Regions from separate parts of the Sus scrofa genome. Here region 2 is linked to region 1. A link is a contact called in public Hi-C data. All regions are on one chromosome and are shown on one strand. The core of a region is the stretch at or near the end of the contact, and the rest is flanking DNA. Distances in the headings are between cores, read along the strand shown. Region 1 holds the start of SERPINA6 (serpin family A member 6). Region 2 has its middle 17 kb from the start of SERPINA1.

Region 1 (7,549 bases), core at 3,351-5,850:
GGTGATGAGGGGAGGCGTGGTGGAGTGGTCGGCACAAGACCCTACGCGAGACTCCGCTCAAGCCCCAGTTCCTTCCTGCACGTCGGCTGAGTGACCCGGGGCAAGTCAGGACCCTGGGCCTCAATTTCCTCATCTGAAAGTATGAATTATACCTGCTGAGATTTAGCAATTACCTACCAGGTGTCCGATCTTTCCCCTCAACAATGATAAAGTAGATATTATTATTCTCATTTTAGGTAGGCAGAAATGGAAGCTCAGAAAGGTTAAATATCCACCCGGTTGATACAGTCAAAGTGCTGAAAGAAAAAACTATCAACCAAGAACCCCGTATGGGCAAAACTGCTCTTTAAAAGTGAGGCAGAAATTAAGACAAACTCCCAGATAAGCAAAAGCCAAGGGAGTTCCTTACCACTAGACTTTTACATTCTGTGTTTATGGACTGTAGGATTTAATGTTTTTAAGATGTAAAAACTACCCAAATAAATCTACAGTTTTTTTTTTTTCTTTTTTCAGGGCCACTCTGGTGGCACATGGAAGTTCTCAGGCTAGGGGTCTAATCGGAGCTGCAGCTGCCAGCTTATGCCACAGCCACAGCAGTCTAAGATTCAAGCTGCATCTGCAACCTACACCACAGCTCACGGCAACGCTGGATCCTTAACCCACTGAGTGAGGCTAGGGGTCGAACCTGCATCCTCATGGATACTAGTCAGGTTTGTTACCCCTGAGACATGATGGAAACTCCTCAGTGCAATTCTCATCAAAATCCCATGACGTATTTGCAGAAATAGAAAAATCCATGCTAACATTCCTACAGGATCTAAAGGGACCTCAAATAGCCAAACAGTAAGTTTACGTGAAAGCTATATAAGAACAAAGCTGGAGGTCTCACATTTCCTGATTTCCAAATTTGCCATGAAGCTACAATAATCAAAATGTGGTATTGGCATAAAGGCATGAAACAGAATAGAGAGACCAGAAATAAACCCATGCATACATGGTCAAGTGGTTTTTGGCAAGGGTGCCAAGACCCTTCAATGGGGAAATGGCGCTGGGAGACTGGATATCTACATGCGAAAGAATGAAGTTGAACTTTACTGTGTGGCATATATAAGAATTAACTCAAAATGGATCAGGGGCCTAAATGTTAGGGCTAAATAAAACTCAGATGAAAACATAGAAGAAAAGCCTGATGACATTGGATTTGGCAAATTATTTCTTGGACCTAACACTAAAGGCACAGGCATCAGAGGAAAGATTAGACAAATTGGACTTCCCCAAAATGAAAGACTCTGTTCATCAAAGGTTACTATGATAGAGTAAAAAGGCAACACACAGAATATTTACAAATCACACTTCTGATAAAAGTTTACTATCAGAATATACAAAGAACCTCTATAGAGAACTCCTAAAACTCAAGTGCAAAAATCCAAAAAACAATCCAACTCAAAAAATGGGCAAAGTCGGAGTTCCCATTGTGGCTCAGTGGAAATGAGCCCAAACAGTATCCTCGTGGCTTGGATCTGGCTTGGCTGTGGCTGTGGCATAGGCTGGAAGCTGTAGCTCCAATTTGATCCCTAATCTGGGAATCTGAATATGCTGCACCTGTGGTCCTTGAAAAAAAATGGGCAAAGGACTTGAATATATATTTCTTTAAAGAAATATATGGATGAAGTATACAAATGGCTAGTAAGCACATGAAAAGATTCTCAGTAAGCATTAGAGACGTATCAAAATCACAGTGAACTATACAACTCATACCTATTAGGATGGCTATTACAAAAAATGAAAAAAAAACCACAAAAAAAAATCAGAAAACCAGTGTTGACATGGATGTGGAAAATTTGGAAAACGTCTACATTGCTGGTGGGACTGTTCAGGGGACAGTTCCTTAATACATTAAACATAGAATTGATCCAGCAATTCCATTTCTGAGGATGAATACAAAAGAACCGGGAGCAGGGACTCCAACAGATCTTTATAGCCACCAGTGTTCATGACAGCGTCATTCACAATCGCCCCCAAAATGGTCTCAAACCAAATGTCCATCAATGAATGAAGGACAAATTAATTATAAACCATTATAAATGTTTGGAAGGAGCAATTTTAAAAAATGCAGCCCAGGTCAATGGTCCCAAACCCTGTGCTTTTGGAACCCAATAAAGAAGAAATGCTTCTAGGAGAAGCAAGTACCCGGTGCCACTCCACCTATGGGACTAGCCATGCTGGAGGGGGCTGGGCATCCACAGTGAAACCAGTCCCGCTGGTTAGTGTGTGAGCACCAGTGAACCACTGGTCTGCTCTGAACCCCCCAAGGCCCTTTCCCTGGCCAGATCCCAACCCAGAACCTCACAAGAGACAGGTGCAAACATCCTCCCGACCTTCCAGAGCCCTCCTCCAACCCTCCCCACTTGTCTTCCTCCACGTGGTGGAAAAACAACTCCTGCCTCTTGGCTTTGATAACAGCCCAGCTGCCCTGCTCCCTTCCTCCCCAGCTGCCTGGCTTTACAGACAGTGCTCCATTTTCCAGGGTTTTGTGGCAGACCAAGTTGCATTAGGATCTCAGCATTGCTATTTATGACCTAGGTGACATGAATGCAGTGTTTAAACTCTGCCTATTTCCTCGATATAAAATGGCGTTGATAACAATACCCACCCCTTGCCAGACCCATTTTACCTTCTAAATTGCTGATGTTTGTCTTCTCCAGTCTTGGGAACCAGCCCAAGTTCAAGGCTCAGCATCTCTCCCCATCATCCCCACTTGATCTCTTTGCCTCCTGCCACCTCTCACCAGCCTCTCTCTCCCCTTTGCAGCCAGGGGCATCTTTCCAAAATCAAGCGGCTGGGCTGTTCTCCTGCTGAAAAGCTCTCAGTGGACCTCATTTCTCCCAGGCAGGGCTGATCTTCACTCATGGAGCCCAGGGGGCCTCATGCCTCTGTCCCTGGTGACGGCCCACCCCCAGCCTCAAACTTGGTCCCTTGAAATCTCAGCCCCAGCAGTGCTACGTGTCTCATGGTGTCCTGGCAGCACACACCAGACTTTTATCTCTCTGCCCGGGTCAGGCCAGGGAAGTCATTCCATTCCCCAATGTTTGCGGAGCTGGCTCTGGCCTGAGAGCTGGGGACAAAGATGGACCTGTCCCAGTCCTGCCCCATGTGGCTCCACTCCACTGGCCCATCCCCTCCCTGCCATGCCTAGCTTGCTCCCTCTTGTCCTTTGGCATGCAGGTCTTGAGTCACCTCCTCTAGGAAGTCCTCCCTCTGTGCTCCTTTCTGACGCTGCCCTTGGGAGATTGCAGTGAAATCTTTGCTTCAGCCCTGGTCCCTCCACACCTGTCTTTGGTCACTTCCTAGGCAAGGACCCCATGCAGTTTAAAGTCTGGAATGGTGGGCTTGCCCCCAATAGTAGCTCCTTTCCCTTCCCTTCTCTTCCTGCTGTCTCCGAGATTTCGTGCCTCATCCGCTCCCACGTTAATCTTCCAAGATGGGAATTAAAACTCTACCCGCCTCACGAGGTTGTGATGATCAGTCACAGCCGTTATCAGTGCTTTCTCTCTCTCTCTCTCTCTTTTTTTTTTTTGGCCATGTCCATGGCATGCAGGAGTTCCCAGGTCAGGGATCCAACCCATGCCACAGCAGTGACCCTAGCAGCAGCAGTGACAAAACCAGATCCTTACCTTCTAGGCTACCAGAGAACTCTCATCAGTGCTTGCTTGGTTTCTTTCTTTCTTTTGTTTTTTTTTTTGTCTTTTTAGGGCCACACCCATGGCATATGGAGGTTCCCAGGCTAGGGGTCGAATCAGAGCTGTAGCCACAGCCACAGCAACACCAGATCTGAGCTGCATCTGCGACCTACACCACAGCTCATGGCAACACTAGATCCTTAACCCACTGGGCGAGGCCAGGGATCGAACCCGCAACCTCATGGTTCCTAGTCGGATTCGTTTCTCCTGCGGTGCAACAGGAACTCCCGTCCCTCGTTTCTGAAGTCACGCATTCAAGAAATACCTGCTATGTTCTCTGTTTTTCCAAATGCCCCCTGTAAGCCAGGTACAGTCCTAGGCACATTTAAATCTCATACCATGTGCTGTAATGCTGGTAGTTCCATTCTAGCTGCGGGATCTTTGCCCCAGGTCCCCAGGTGTATGCAACTCTGTAGGAAGCAGTCTGTGCTACGCCAGCTGGGCACTGCCATCCCCTACCTGTGTCCCCCCAGTAGGGGCGCTGTGTTGCGCTGATCCACCCCAGCTCTCAGGCTGTTTGGCTGGGCTCAGGAGCATCGCGTGATGGATGGGAATGGCTCTTAGTTCAGTGTCAACCCCTACAAGGTAGGATCCCAGGAGAAATCAAAATGCCTGGGAGTGACCCACAGACTCTGGAAAACCCTCCCCAGGGTTGCTCCTATCCCTGCTGGTTGCCCTAATGCTCGATGCCCCATTTAAAAAAAAAAAAAAATGAGCAAGATGCAGTCATGGTTTCGTTTTGGAGGCTGGGCTGGAGCGGGAGGGATGGGGAGTTGTCAGCTGTTACTCACGGTCTGCAGTGGGTTCCGGCTGTAACTGCTGCCTTGGTCCAGCTGCCCTGGATCCTATCATGTGTACAGTAAGTCTGCGGGGCCGCTGCCGCTAAATCTTGTTTGCCAGCTTCCCTGCTGGTTAATGGTTAGAGGGGGGCCAGTGGCCTTCACCATTTGGTGGTCCCCTCCCCCCAGTCATTAACCAATGGGAAGCTTTCCCAGGAAATTTGAGTAAACACAGCAATACTGTGATTTAACTTTCTTCTGTATACAATTCCCTGACATTTTAGTTTTTAATATCAAAATGTGGCTGGAGTTGCGTCAATGTTTGTGGTTGCCCCATGGCACCTGGCACAGAAGTCACAGGTGCCCTGAATTAGCATGATGGTGCTGATAACTTGTGAAGAACCAGGCGCTGAGCTTGGGCTGGGAATGAGTTCAGCAAAGTCCTGCCTTGGAGGGAGCAATGGTCTAGTGGGAAAGACAGTCATGGTATAATTTAATCTCCACGATGACGCTAAATGGATACTATTATTATTATTACTCTTCTTTAAACGAAACTGAGACACATGAAACTTAAGCTTGAGATTCATATCTAAGGCCATCTAAAGTGTAGCAACCTCAGAGTTCCCGTCGTAGTTCAGTGGTTAACGAATCCAACTAGGAACCATGAGGTGGCAGGTTTGATCCCTGCCCTATGCTCAGTGGGTTAAGGATCTGGTGTTGCTGTGCAACGTCTAGCAACTTCTCTCTTCCTCACATTTTCATTCATCAGTTCTCTTTCGATTGCAGGTGACAAGAGACCAAACTCAAACTACTTTAAAAAAAAAAAATTTATTGGGTTTCCCTGATGGAGAGTTCTGAAGAGTGGAGAATGCTTCAGGCCTGGTTGGATCCAGGGGACAAAATCTTGTCAGTAAATCTCTGTCTCTCTGTCTCTCGCTCTTTTTTTTTTTTTCCTCCTTGTAAATTCTTTCTTAACTCTGCTTTCTTATGGTTTCCTTCTTTGGTCTCTCTGTGGTGGGGACAAAGGTGGCCACTGCAGCTCCAGGTTATTTGGTTCTAACTTGTTATTTGATATCGGAAGGAGAGAGACTCACTTTTTTTCAGTGTTCATATCAGTCCCTCAAAGGATAGGATTGCCCATTCTTGGACTGATACAGTATGCAGAAGAATAGGGCCTTGTGAATGGCCAGCCAGGGTCTTGTGCCCCCTGCTGGGTTGATAATGCCATTAAGACTTTCTAGGGGCGAGGGAAGATATTTTCATGAGAGTCACAACTGTGTTTAGAGTTTTGGGGGAATTTCAGTTTTATTAATATTTATTGGTCTTTTCAAGATTTTTTTTTAAATTCCTTAAGTCACTTTTAGAATTTATATCTAGGAATTTACTAATTTTCAAATCTCTGTCATATAAGTAATTATTTTAAGTTTTCTTGGTTCTATTTTTATTTACGTATTTCTTCTCCCCCCCCATTAGTCTTGTTAGGGAGATCTGTCCAGCTAATTAATCTTTTAAAGGATCGGCTTTAGTTTTATTCATCCTTATTATTTGAAAAAAATCTGTATTTCACTGATTTCTGTCTTTTGTATGTTACATCTTTTCACATTCTCCAAATTTTCTTCTGTTTACTCTTTTACTGTTTTCTTGAGTTAAATGCTTTACCTTCTGGCTTTTTAGCATTTCTGGAATCCATATAAATGTATTCAAAGTTTTCATCTAAATATTAACTATGTCTCATAAATTTTGGTATTTACTATTTTCATCATTTTTTCTAAATGTTTCTTTCTTTTTTTTTTTTTTTTTTTTGTCTTTTGTCTTTTGTTGTTGTTGTTGTTGTTGCTATTTCTTGGGCCGCTCCCGCGGCATATGGAGGTTCCCAGGCTAGGGGTTGAATTGGAGCTGTAGCCACCGGCCTAGGCCAGAGCCACAGCAACGCCAGATCCGAGCCGCGTCTGCAACCTACACCACAGCTCACGGCAACGCCGGATCCTTAACCCACTGAGCAAGGCCAGGGACCAAACCTGCAACCTCATGGTTCCTAGTCAGATTGGTCAACCACTGTGCCACGACGGGAACTCCTCTAAATATTTCTTAATCTCCTTTATGGGTTCACTTTAAACCCAAGGATAGTTTAATAATGTGCCATTTCATATATTTAGAATTTGGGGCTACTATTCTATTATTAACTTTTTAATTTCATTATGGTCAAAAAATCACTTATATGATATTGAACATTTGGAACTTAATGAGGTTTGTTTTTCGTGGTGTATTTTTGTAAATATTCCATGTTTTATTATAAAATATTGGGTATTATCTATTTGATCTGCATATATAAATATGTATATGCATAATGCTTAAGTTTATTATTTTATTCAACTCTTCAATATCTAGGTTGATTCCTTATTTACTTGTGCTTTCAGTTTCTTAATAAGGAATGTTAAAATCTCTAATCATAATTGTTTATTTATTTATCTCTCTGTCAGCTGTTGGTAGATACACTTTGAGACTGTTAAAGCACATGTACTTTTGATTATTGTGTTGTCTTGCTCTATTTATTGCTCCTTTTTCTTTTATCTTTGTTCCATATGACACATTTTTATTTTTAAGGGCCACACCCACGGCATATGGATGTTTCCAGGCCAGGGGTCGAATCGGAGCTACAGCTGCTGGCTTACACCACAGCCACAGCAATGCAGGATCCGAGCCATGTCTGTGACCTACACCATGGCTCATGGCAACACCAGATCCTTAACCTACTGTGTAAAGCCAGGGGTCGAACCCGCAACCTCATGGTTCCTAGTCAGATTTGTTTCCACTGCTCCATGACAGGAACTCCCCATATGACACATTTTCATCTTAAATTGTATTTGATCTGATAAGATTGCTTTTCTAACTTTGTTTTGGTTCACTTTTGCCTGATAGAGTCTATTCTTTTATTTCCAGACTATCTATACCTCCTGGTTTTGAGTGTCTCATGTATACAACATTTTGTTGGATTTATTTATTATTATCCAACAATGAAGATCTCTGTCT
Region 2 (7,549 bases), core at 3,423-5,922, 81 kb after region 1:
ATGGGGAGTCTGGTGGAGGACCCCTAAGACGCTATGTTGCATGTGGCTCCTCTGCCCAAAGAAATATGTGTCCCCAAGAGCAGAGGCCTAATGCCAGATGCCAGCCAGGGCGGTGCTGCCCTTTGAGAGATCAGATGGCTGTCAACGCGGAGGTTCTAATTTTGTGAGATTAGCACACACCCTCTGAGGAAAAGCAGCTTTTTGCTTGCTTATTCCTCTGTAGTCTTGGCGTCTTATCTTTTTGTCCTAGTCATTAATTTTACTCTCTCATGCCTTTGATGCTTTTAAGCATTTGTTTAAATGCAGGTTTTCTCGTTGTTATCAGCAGCAGTAGGGTTGATTCAAATAAACAATCTGGCCATTACTTAGGAACAGGTCCTTATTTACTTTATTAGTTGTCCTTTCATCACTGAATGCCCCCTCACGTACCAGCTGTGGGAAAGCAGAAACCTATTCTTTATTTCTCAGCCCTATCAAAGCACCCAGCGAAGTGTTCTTTTACCAAAGCTCTCTCTGGCAGTCCTGAAGTAGAACTAGCCCGTGTGTGTGTGTGTGTGTGTGTGTGTGTGTGTGTGTGTGTGTGGTGAGAGAGAGAGAGAGAGAGAGAGAGAGAGAGAGAACTTGTGTTTCCTCTGCAGGTTGTTAATGAACTTTAAATTTTTTTTGTTTTTGTTTTTTTAGGGCTGCACCCGAGGCATGTGGAAGTTTCCAGGCTAGGGTTGAGTTGGAGCTGTAGCTGCCGGCCTATGCCAGAGCCACAACCACGCCAGATCCGAACCGCATCTGCAACCTACACCCCAGCTCACGGCAACGCCAGATCCTTAACCCACTGAGCAATTCCAGGGGTCAAATCTGCATCGTCATGGATGCTAGTCAGATTCATTTCAGTTGTGCCATGACAGGAATTCCAATGAACTTGTAATTTTTGACTTATTTTAGATTTACAGAAAAGTCACAAAGACTGAGTTCCTGTATACCCAGTTCCCCCAACCTGTAAATTCTTACTTAGCCATGGCATATTGGTCACGCTAAGAAGTCAACACTGTTATGATATTATTTATTTTTCCTTTTATATGGCTGCACCTGTTGCATAAGGAAGTTCCCAGGCTAGAGGTCAAGCTGGAGCTGCAGCTGCTGTCCTGCAAGACAGGCCCAGCAACACGGGATCCAAGCTGCATCTGCAAGCTACACTGCAGCTTGCAGCAAAACCAGATCCCTAACCCAATGAGTGAGAACAGGGATCAAACCCGCATTGTCATGGGCACTATGTCAGGTTCTTAACCCACTGAGCCACAATGGGAACTCCTGTTATATTACCATGAACAGAACTCCAGACTTTATTCAAAATTCCATAGTTCTTTAAAAAAGTGAGTTGCTATATTTAAAAACGAAGAGATTTTTCATCTTTACCTAGAAAACTAGAAGAGTCAGCGACATTGGTGTATGACACACTGGCCACAACTGGCTGAGACCAAATGACAAAACAACGATAACCATAAAACCAGTCAGCATTTATCAAGCACTTATTATGCGCCAAGCACCGTTCTAAGTGACTCACAGGTATTAAGGCCTTTCCCCCTCACTCTAAGGCCATAGGCGCTGCTGGTATCGCTCCTGTTTTGCAGAAGAGGAAACCGAGGCACTGAGAGGTTAAACAGCGGCCCAGCCGGCTGGGGTGTGGGCAAGCAGGGTCCTGGGCAAGCAGGGTCCTGGGCAAGCAGTTCTGTGCTCCCGACACCTTGAGTCCCGCCTCCTGCCCCTTTCAGGCTGCTGTCCTCCCTCTGCCTTTTTCATGCATTTCTTTCCAGGTCTCTGCGGACATTTGTAGTCAGAATGCATCTTTTGTTGGCAACTGTCCCAGGCAGCCCTTCACAGTTCATACATCCAGCCCTTCACAGTTTATAAAGCACACGTGTATCACGGACCCCACCTGACTCCCAGCACTGAGGCTACTCTATGCCCAAAGGGCTTCTTTTGTGGCCGAGGGGCTGGGGTATGGAAGAGCAGACACTGGAATAATTGCAGTTAGAGTTTTGGGGGTGCCCCAAAGTCCCACCCCCTCCACTTAGTCAGGGGGTAGGGGTGCCGCCCATCTCCCTGCTGCAGACTGGCCAGCCTCTGTGCCGGGAGAATCTTCCCAGGCAGCCTTCTTCCAAGACCCTCCTGGGCCACAGGAAGTGGTGGCCCTGCAAGGGGAGGGACAGGCCTGCATGCAGTCACAGGAAGTGTCCCTTCACCCCAAATGATCTCCATTCTGCACAAAATCACCTCTGCTCACTGGACAGAGATGGGTCGACTCTGTTGCTCCTCTCTTTTTGGACAATGGTGTTGCCTGGGCAACACCAGCACTGGCTCAAGGAGGTTCACAGCAGCCCAGGGTCCCTTGTCACACTTTGTCCCAGGTCTTCTGCACCCTGGTCATCTTTTCAGACTTTCTGGGCCCAGAACTAGGCTGGCAATAAAAAGGGGCTTTCAGACGGCTCTTTTTAAATTCTTATTAATCTATCCTCAAACTGGGGGCACCGCAGACGTAAGAAACATATCAGAGAGCTAAGAAGTCACTTTCGGCTGAACTGAAATTGTGTCGTGGGCTATATATGAATCCCAGTTTTTCTGTTCTTGCTGTGTCCTTTTGTCACAAAGAGCTCTGTGAACTGGCCATTTCTGGCAGCATTTATTCCTGGCTTCCCTGTGAGGCAGATAGAAGTGGCCAGTAAATAATCTAGTTTCCCCAAAGCTGGAGACTGAGGCCCCCTCGGTATGGCCACTCAGTCAGTGGATGGGTGAAAGGGAGGCTGGGTATAGAGATTACCAAACACATTCTCCTGGTGCAGCTGTTTGCTTTATAGGGTATCACTGAGGCCTGTTTTGGTTTCTTTCAAAGCAGCACTGTAGGATCACGAGTTCTTTTAATTTTTGCTCTTTAGGGCCACACCCGCAGCATATGGAGGTTCCCAGGCTAGGGGTTGAATCGGATCTGCAGCTGCTAGCCTAGGCCACAGCCATAGCAACGTGGGATCCGAGCCACATCTGCAACCTACACCACAGCTCAAGGCAATGCTGTATCCCTGACCCACTGAGTGAGTCCGGGGATCAAACTTGCATTCTCATGGATATTAGGTGGATTCCTTTCCACTGAGCCCCAACAGGAACTCCCCCAAGGTCTTTTCGTAGGCCATCTGTTCTGCCTGTTCTGCTAGGAATGTGCTGGCTGGTGGTTTTATGCCTGTTCCTTCCTATCTAGGTTGTATGGGAAAATATCTATTAGAATTGGGAGTTGATGATTGGAAATTTCTGGGGTAAAGAATGGACTAGTACCGAGCACAGGGAGGGCTGTTCAGGACAACTGGTCCCACTTAATTACAGAGTGTGGAGTGAGTCCAAGAGAGTGTTGTAAGAAGTTTAAAGGAAACATTCAACAGCGTGGGCTCAGCCCTTCATTACATGGCTGGTGATGCAACTGGATGGCTCTGCTGGCTTGTGAGATGAAGCATGAAGAAAACCACTAAATAATGAAGACAGCCATGAACAAAGGCAGAGTAGAAGCAAAAGGTCATGTGTGAAAGGGAAAGATTAGAGAGACAGACAGGATGGTACCTCCTATTGTCTGCAAGCCCGTCTCTCCACCATGTTGAAAATCTTGGCTCTGGGGACAATGTCCCTGGAGGAGCAGGGGTTCTGTGTTTTAAACTAATATTTAAAAGGCCTTTGATTCTTCACTCAGAATGTGGGGTGACCAGGGATTGTAGCTACCAACCCAGTCAGATTGGGCATCTAAAATTTTCAGCCTTGAGGAGGTGAGGTCTTTGGCAAGAAGACATCAATGAGAGTCCAGTGAGGGGTTGCTATGGATGCTTCTAGCTCTACAGGAAAGAATCAGAAAGGTTAATAGGACCCCTGCCTCAGCCAGCAGGAGACTAACCACAATGCCACACAAGCACAGTTCAGCTCTGCCAGGAGGAAGGCTTCTTCCATGTTTGCCTGGCTGGAGTTCCCTCAGGGCTCCCTGGGTTGGCGCTTTTCTGACTTTGTCATCCGGTCCCCCCAGGCTGCAGGGGGTGGAGGGTGCCTCTCCCTGGGTTCTGGAGCCTGGTGGGGCTCCAGAAGTATGGATTCCTTTGAAAATTTGGCAAACTTTACCTTTTGCTCCATAAGAAATCAGTGTTTGTTTTGACACGAAAACAAAGTTTTAATGAGTTACTCTTGAGTAAACGGAGGATCTGCTTATCTCAGGGCTGGTTTAGGGCTTGGCACACACTGTGGGCCATAAGCCAAGCACATTGATTTTCTGTCAGGGTGCAACACCTCCCTCCACTCCACGCCCCACCACCACATCCCCCAGAGAATCCTTGGTTACATATTCATGAAATAAATATGTAATTACAAGTTGCTGTAATAAGCGCTGAGAATTGATGAGATAAGAGGGATGGGGGTATTTTTCTGAATTCCTGGTTTTGAAGAGTTTTTCGTAAAGACATTCTTGACTGTGAAACCTTGTCCTCCATTAAAACCCTGGCACCACTGCTGTCTACTTGGCACCAGTATGAATGCCACTTCCCGACATCTGGGCTGCCATGTGGTCTTTGCAGCTGACCCCCCACCCCCACCCCACTCCTGTGCTCTGAAGCAGCTTGTTGAAACTCTAGCACCCTCCTCCAGCCTGCTCCCAATCTGCCTGCTTGGTCCTAGCAGTCAAGGTCACCCACTACACCCCTGAACATCTGAGATGATTGGACGGGATCAACTCCTTTTCCATCCTCGTTCTTCCTAATGTCACCGTACTCTTCCTTCTGGAACGTGGAATGCAGTCGCTTCTGGGCTGTGTTCCTTCAGCTTTCCTGTCTCCTTATTTATTTCACTTTCTCATTTAGACGCGCCCATGACTTTCACCTCATTATAGAAACATCTACCTCCAGTTGCGGTATGAACAGTAAAAGCCAATAAGAGGCTCCTCCCCCAGCACAAGACCGTAGCTCTGCCATCCACACGGGTGAGAACTTTGTGAATTACCACACCTTAACTCACTCATTTCATTTTCCAGCAACGATTGAGGGCCCGCCCTGTGCTAGGGGCTGGAGATTCAGAAATCAGTGATGCATTTGTCCTTCCCACCCGGATGGGGCTTAGAGTCTATGGGGGAGACAGGTGAGCAAAAACAATCATGAAATAAATATGTAATTACAAGTTGCTGCAATAAGCACTATGAAATAAAATACTGAGTGTTCTGAGAATTTAACAGGGTGTGGTTTAGATTTGGGAGGCTCACCCAAAGCATTCTTTTTAATAAAACAGATTCTGCCTGGGTCAACTGGAGACCTGAAATCTAATGTAAAACATGATAATATAATAAACAAGGGTGAGAGTCTCTCATTAAAAACTGATCTTATGGGAGTTCCCTGGTGGTCTAGTGGTTAGGACTTGGCCCTTTCACTGCTGTGGCCTGGGAACTGAGATCCTACATCAAACCACTGCATGCTGTGGCCATCCCTCCCACCCCCCCCCCAAAAAAAAACCCAGAAAAATAAACCCCAAACCTGATTCTATGATTAAAAGCTATTTTATTTATTTTTATTAATTTTTAAGGTTTTGTTTTTATTTTTTGGCCATATTTGCATCATGAGAAAGTTCCCAGGCCAGGGATTTGAATCTGCACCACAGCAACAACCCAAGCCATGGTCAGGAAAACACCAGATCCTTAACCTGCTGAGCCACCAGGAAATGCCTATTAAAATTTGTTTTAATACAATTTCTGTGTATTCCCCCATTAGTATGAGTTTGTATGTAGAGTTGCTAAGCTTGTTAATTACTGTGGTCCTAGTCCCTTCTTTAAGTAGTCGATATATATTCAAAGTTTGGAGAGGTTGTTCCCATTGTGGCACAGCAGAAATGAATCCGACTGATATCCATGAGGATACGGGCTCTATCCCTGGCCTCGCTCAGTGGGTCAGGGATCTGGCATTGCTGTGAACTGTGGTGTAGGTCGCAGATGAAGTTGGGTTCCCGCGTTGCTGTGGTTGTGGTGTAGGCTGGCAGCTGCAGCTCCGGATTTCACCCCTACCTGGGAACTTCCATATGCCACGCATGTGGCCCTAAAAAGCAAAACAAAACACACACACACAAAACCCCACAAAATTTGGAGATGTATAGATACCATGATTGAAATGATTATAAATAGTTCTATTTAATGCTATAAAAATAACATTGAATTAACCAGTCAATTGCACCTCAATGCTTAGTTATGTGTCAATTGTATTCAATGTGTGATGTGGGTGCATTTGCAACGTGGGATAAAATGAAGAGATTTTAAGCCTACTTTAAGCATATTCCTTACCCCCACCAGGCCCAATGTGTTCAGGAAAAAAAAAAAAAATCCATCATTTTCCGTCTAAACCTCACCCCTTCTGTGTTTGAAATCTCAGTTGAATGGCTCTTGTTTGTGCACCCTTTTGCAAAAGCAGAAACTCAGGAGTCATTGTAGAAACCTGGTTCTCCCCATGGTAGGGAGTCAAGTTGTGATTCTCAAACCTCTTGGCAGTTCTTCTCCTTTATATCCTTGCTAGTTTATCTCTCATCCGGTCTCATTTGGATGGTGACAAAAGCATTCCAATAGGGATCAGGGCAGAAACCCTTCTTAGGGAGACCTAAGTTCAAGTTTCAGCTCCAAACATAAACAAACTCGATGTTCTTGCTGGGTCTTGAAACCTCCCCAGACCTCGTTTTTCTCTTTGGGAAGAGGAGCTGACAGTACTACTTAGGTCTTAGGGTTGTAGGAGGATTAGTCAGGAGATCCTGCAGGTAAAACATCTAACTGGGTGCAAATTATCAACTCAACACTGGTAGCTATGGTGGTGCTGTGGCCTCTCTGCCTCCCACTTAGCCCTCCATTCAATCCATCCCCCGCCCTGCGGCCAGAGCCGTCTTTCTAAAATGAGTACCGTTCATTTACCATCACCGTCACCACTTTGCAGCTCCAGTGATGTCATTTTATCAGAACAATCAAGTCCAAAATTCTCTGCATTCACAGCCTTGTTCTCCTGGTTCTGACCATGATGGAGGAGCTAGTATTATATTTACCTTCCCCCCACAACAAAAGCTTGATAAAAATTGATAAAAAAAAAATTGTTGAGGAAGCAATAGTCAAGCAGATATTTTTTTTTTGTCTTTGTATTTTTGGGATATGAGAGCAGGGAAAGCCAATGGCTAGAGACAGCAACGATCGAGGTCTTAACAGTGGCCATGAGACAGCTCATGGTAATGCCTCCAAGGAAGATATTAATTCCCTGCTCAGGAATGAAACCTGGGTAGCCTGGGTGAAAACCAGGAATCCTAGCCTCTAGATCAGCTAGAGGCTAAGGGCAGAATTGCCTTGATTTTTGCCCCCCTGAAAGCAAGAATGTTTCAAGGAGGCAAAGACTGGGGAAACAGATACAAAGTTTATTGATAGAAACACAGGAGGGCATGTGGGAGAGCACACCCAGAATAGGTCTATTTATCTAGCGCAGAAGCCAAGTAGGACTATACACCCATTCCTGGTGAATAAGGAGTGTGC

What was found. A called contact is a pair of places that touch in the nucleus more often than the background predicts.
Region 2: a Hi-C map of liver shows a contact between it and region 1, with 8 times the contacts expected there. The contact joins the enhancer-like site here to the promoter of SERPINA6 in region 1. A contact is called at or near these places in 1 of 5 promoter capture datasets (liver) and 7 of 47 Hi-C or Micro-C datasets (embryonic fibroblasts, liver and skeletal muscle).

Annotation. Positions count from the first base shown.
Region 1 is chr7:115,549,936-115,557,484 of Sscrofa11.1, forward strand. It overlaps SERPINA6 (serpin family A member 6), which reads right to left and starts at 4,601. Exons shown (of 5, transcript NM_213812.1): 1 at 4,532-4,601.
Region 2 is chr7:115,630,544-115,638,092 of Sscrofa11.1, forward strand. No RefSeq gene overlaps it. Among named protein-coding and RNA genes, the nearest start is that of SERPINA1, 17 kb to the left of the region's middle. Within about 2 kb of position 4,673, at least 7 of the 83 cell types and tissues checked have an H3K27ac peak or open chromatin away from gene starts, as enhancers often do. A contact at or near this core is called in liver, where this site is marked.